Regions from separate parts of the Danio rerio genome. Here region 2 is linked to region 1. Evidence: chromatin contacts called from public Micro-C data. All regions are on one chromosome and are shown on one strand. Each heading gives the region's core, a stretch centred on a gene start, on an enhancer-like site or on the middle of the called end of the contact. The rest is flanking DNA. Distances are from core to core; before and after follow the strand shown. Region 1 holds the start of trim67 (tripartite motif containing 67). Region 2 holds the start of si:ch73-111k22.2.

Region 1 (2,721 bases), core at 134-2,633:
AGTTAAAGAACCAGGAAAACATCAATCTTTAAACATGTTTTGTACTTTAAATGAGGAAAATAAACATGCGTTCTGGATGTGATCTAAAAAGAATGTGAGTATACAACATACTTTGTGGAAATTCTGTGAATTAAACTACACAACCCTAAAGAAATAATGTTAAACAAATAGATAAAAGATGAATCACTACAGAACAAAAATGATTGACTTTATTTTATTTCATATTTTCATATTTATGAGGAAAAAGTGTCGTTATGGATGTGACAGATGTGAAATTGCCACTTGTCTGACTTTGGTAAACCAAATATAATAGTTTGAAAACATTGACAGATACATTTTTGAGTATTTCTAAAGTACTTTAAAAAACTTGCTTATACAAAAAACTTAGATGCGGTTTCTGTATTTTGGTGAAAGTTCATTTTTTTCATGGCAAGCTTGACATTTGCATATATATATATATATATATATATATATATATATATATATATATATATATATATATATATATATATATATATATATATATATATATATATATATATATATGTATTTATTTAATTAATTTTTATATTTATTTATTTATTTATTTTTATAAATATTTATTTTTTACATTATTTATTTTATTAAATATTTATTTAGTTATAGTAAAGTATTAATTAATAGTGGTCTATTTTAATATAATTTGTAAATATCTTAATTTTAAACATTATATATATATATATATATTTTTTTTTTGCTTGTTTATTATATATATATATATATATATATATATATATATATATATATATATATATATATATATATATATAGCAATCCTGGTAAAACAGACTTTAAAATTAAAGAACATGGTGTTTTGTTTGTTAAGATTAAAAAAAATGTGTTAAGACGGGAAGATAGAATCTGTAGTAGAGTATGAAATAAGTCTGTCTGCGCATAGTGAAAGTGATGAAGTGTTAATTAATTCTGTGCTGTAATTAGACTCAGTGGGCTGGATCAGCTGAAAGCAGCTCGATTCTTGCTGGGATAAATTCTTTGCCCTAATTATTCACGGCCACTCACAGAAACAGGCTGCTGGTCAGCTCTCTCTCGGATGCCATCACAATTTCAACGCTTGCCCTCCTTTTCAGGGGTTGTTTACACACGGGCTTCTTTTAATTGCAAATGAGCCCCCCCGAACCTGTGACCCTGGAATACGGGACGAAAATACAAATTCTTCTCGCCGCATTTAATTAGGGGGATTAAGGGAGTTGTAGTTTTTACGCGCTCACCTCACGCGACGTGGATCAGCGTGGGGACTACAACGCCCACAAGCGTTCTGTCACTGCGCATGCGCGAAGCGCGAAACGGGAGCTGTCCGCGTCTGGTAGTGCTGCTCTGATTTCATTCAACGGCTGCGCGTACGAGCGTGTGTGTTTATGGACGCGATGGAAGAAGAGCTCAAATGCCCGGTTTGCGGTTCTCTCTTCAAGGAGCCCATTATTTTACCGTGCTCTCACAATGTCTGCCTCGCGTGTGCCCGGAATATCACCGTGCAGACCCCGGAGGGAGAGACCCCTCCACAGAATCGAAGCTCCGGCACCTCGGACTATGATTATCTGGACATGGATAAGATGAGCATGTATAGCGAGACGGACAGCGGCTACGGGTCTTACACGCCGTGCCTCAAGTCTCCCAACGGCGTGCGAGTGTTCCCGCCGGCGCTCATGCACCGCCACTGCTCCATCACCTGCCCGCTGTGCCACCGCAGCGTGTCCCTGGACGAGCGCGGGCTCCGGGGACTCCAGCGCAACCGGCTGCTCGAGGCGATCGTGTCCCGCTACCAGCAGAGCCGCGCCGCCTCCGTCAAGTGCCAGCTGTGCGACCGCAACCCGGTGGACGCCACGGTCATGTGCGAGCAGTGCGACGTGTTTTACTGCTCCCCGTGCCAGCAGCGATGTCACCCCTCCCGCGGACCGCTGGCCAAGCACCGGCTGCTGCCGCCGACCCAAGCGCAGGCGGGGAGCGCACAGCCGCCCGGCGCCCCCGCGCGCAAACAGCCGACCTGCGTGGATCACGAGGCGGAGAACTACAGCATGTACTGCGCCAGCTGCAGGACCCCCGTGTGCTACCAGTGTCTGGAGGAGGGCAAACACGGGAAACACGACGTGAAGCCGCTGGCCGCCATGTGGAAACAGCACAAGGTAATCATGAGCAGCATACTGGAGCTTTTATTGGGGCATATTGTACATGTACAGACACTCTAAAAAATGTTGCTTAGACCAAACAAAAAATAACGCAACATTTTGCATTAATATATTCAAGTTACAAAAACATCCAACAAAGTTCAGACAACACATTTTATTAGGTTAGCCAAATGACCCTTAATTTCCTCTTCAATCAGAGGCATTTTTACGTAACATAAACTCCATTTAAGTCGAGTACTGAAAATTAGTTTTTTAATTAAAATTTAAAACAAATCCAGTGTTATGTCCTTAGTTACATGTAGGTTTTCAAGTTTAGATCATCAAATAAATTAAGTAGCTGAAAGATTTTAGTGTTTTTGTTTGTTTTCAACTGTTTTCAACCCGTTTTCTGTGTTTTATTTGTTTTAAACCACAGATTGTCATTGTTTTACAAAGCAAAAACATGTACTACTGTCCCATATAAACAGTATGAAAATTACAAAAACATCAGTGTGTGCACTTAAAAATAAAAAACAGCCCCATTAGTGTGAAAAAACTG
Region 2 (2,700 bases), core at 32-2,531, 140 kb before region 1:
GCGACCTTCTTGCGATCGTGCTATTTTATACATATATATATATATATATATATATATATATATATATATATATATATATATATATATATATATATATATTTTATTGTTTTTAGTTTGTCTTTGTTTATTTTGGGGAATTTGTTTGGTTATGTTTGTATTATTGTTAAAAAGAGTTATAATATGTACCTAGATTCACTTTTACCCTCATAAGAGCATCTTCAAAAGGCGTTGCCATGGTACCAGTACAACAACAATAACAGCAGCACGGCCAGTGGAAACTCAACCCAGTGACATTTAACGATACTTATTAAATATTAAACGAGCAAAACAGTTTGTGTAGTAGACTGAGTTAGAGAGCAGGTGTGCTGAAGTTAATGTTCATACATAATCTGATCGCTGTTATAAGTTTTTTAAGAGCCTGACATGGACAGCGAGGATTACTGTATCATTCACTCTTACCTCCTCGTTTAAACCATAAATGAGTTTTCCATCTTTGAGATGAAACCACGACATCTTCCAGCGCCTGGTGTAGTGGGTTTTCTTGAATAACCATCCTTTACACTCTTCTGGGTGGTTTTCGTCGGTTTTACCGTTAGAGGTCGCCGATTCTAAATCCATTGCTCCAAGATGATTCTCAAACACGCGCATGCGCAAGACAAAACAAAAGTCTTTTGTTAAAGTGGCGAAATGTAAAATTAAATAATAATGACTGATACATATATAATTTATAAATAAATTATTGTGCTTATTGTTTATAAAGCGTTATTTTGAGAACTTACAAATGTAAATTAAATGAGCAAACGAATAAATAAGTTAAAATGTGACGATAAATGTTTTTTAGTTATGTTCGATCTGCTCAAATATTAAACCAACAATATATAATCAAGTATCTCTACTAAATATCTTTTTAAAAATAGGGTTTTCGTTTGTCGGAATTAATTTAGACAGTTTAATGAACAAATCTCTACATTTATGGATTAGTTTGTTCAGTCAAAAAATAAATTCAAAATGATAAATCCTTTCACAGTTTAACTTTTAATAATCCCTTTTACGAAGCGGATTATTAAGATGTTGGAAAAATATGTTGCTCAAAGTTAATGATAACAATGCAATCTTATTCTAATTTAAATGTATTCGTTAAATGCTTATATTTTATTTGTCTTTTATAAAGCGAAAAAGCATCATCCTTTTCACATACATCTTTTTTAAAGTTACATTTTAATCGAACAAAGAGTAATTTTGGGGTGTGTACAAAATAAAAGACTTTTGTGTACGTCAGCGCTTGGTGCCCAGCTGTTAAGGAAATGGCGGCCGCAGCAATGGCAGGGGCTGCCGATCCTCCGCATCTGACGGAGGCTAAAAAGCTGGAGTATTTCTCCTCCATAAACTCGATGGCTCGTAAGATTATGCAGGAGAGGGAAAAGATAAAGGAGACGTACGGTTCGGCTTGGAGTCAGATGAGTCCGGTCGAGCAGGACACGGCGATAGACAACGGTATGATGGATCCGCGGATCCGGGCTCGGTACGCTATGCACCGGGTAGACCGAGACGAGGTGATCTGCTACCCGAAACTGCTCATCCAGACCGGACAAAAGATCGTACACTTCGGAGAAGAGGTGCTTGTGTTTTGTATAGTCATAAGTATTGTAGGAGACTAAGCTCTTACACTCAATGTATGTGAACTAAGTTATTTAAAATTAGGCAAAACAACATAATTCAATATAATTAAATATAAAAAAGATGTTTGGAGCGACAACTTAATTGTTTTATATTTTAATTCTTTTAACCAGCATTGTTTACAGTGTAAGATTCAGTATCTGTAGTAAACTGCATTATGAAAAATTAAAAGCTAATATTTTAAACAGTGTGAATTATTAATGCACAATTTACTTAATATTTCTTCATAATTCGTGACGTTAATTTATTTTATCTTTTGTACCATTCTTGCAAGAGCCAGAAGTGCGAGGGTCTAAATTATGTAGTTATTCATTTGTGTCAACTTAATTTGATCACTTAAAAGGATGGTTCTCCCAAAAACTAAAATGCACTCCGTTTTTTTCCCCTCTGTTGGACCCAAAATAAGATATTTCGAAGAAAGCTGGAATCATTTACTCGCACAGTAGGAAAAACAAATTTTATAGAAGTCGATGGTTACAGGTTTTCGACTTAATTAAAAATATCATTTTTTTTGTTGAACAGAAGAAAAGAAACTCATAAAGGTTTGAAACAAGTTAACGAGTTTGTATTTGACAGAATTTAAATTTAAGTTAAGCATTACGTCTCATAATTGTATACTGTTTACTAATCAAATATCTGTATACTTAGCTAAACTCTCAAGTTTGTCTTTAACGTATATATGTGAAATGTTTGTCCATTAACTTGTTTGCTTAACAAATTTGTAAAATATCTATATATTTAACTGTTTACCTTACAAACATATGCCCTAATATACATAAAATGACTCTGAGATATTATTTCTAGCCCATTTAACTATAAACTTTTATAAATGCATCTAAGCATTAATAAATAAAGGGTTTTAAAAAATAAAATACAAGTGTCAACTAATGTCACAAGAAGGCTTTTAAAAGTAAACATCATATAAATATCCAAGTAAATATATTAAAACTATAATAAATCACTGAATTTAAATGCTTTCCAAACTAGCCTGCAGCATTCATCTGCTGTTTATTAAACAAATCT

Evidence for each region. A called contact is a pair of places that touch in the nucleus more often than the background predicts.
Region 2: a Micro-C map of caudal fin shows a contact between it and region 1, with 6 times the contacts expected there. The contact joins the promoter of si:ch73-111k22.2 here to the promoter of trim67 in region 1. A contact is called at or near these places in 3 of 18 Hi-C or Micro-C datasets (caudal fin, hematopoietic stem cells and an unstated tissue).

Annotation. Positions count from the first base shown.
Region 1 is chr20:4,154,541-4,157,261 of GRCz12tu, reverse strand. trim67 (tripartite motif containing 67) reads left to right here and starts at 1,383. Exons shown (of 10, transcript XM_073934045.1): 1 at 1,383-2,180. The coding sequence starts at 1,416.
Region 2 is chr20:4,297,112-4,299,811 of GRCz12tu, reverse strand. si:ch73-111k22.2 reads left to right here and starts at 1,281. Exons shown (of 4, transcript NM_001201453.2): 1 at 1,281-1,616. The coding sequence starts at 1,305. si:ch73-111k22.3 reads right to left here and starts at 648. Exons shown (of 2, transcript NM_001386283.1): 1 at 460-648. The coding sequence starts at 618.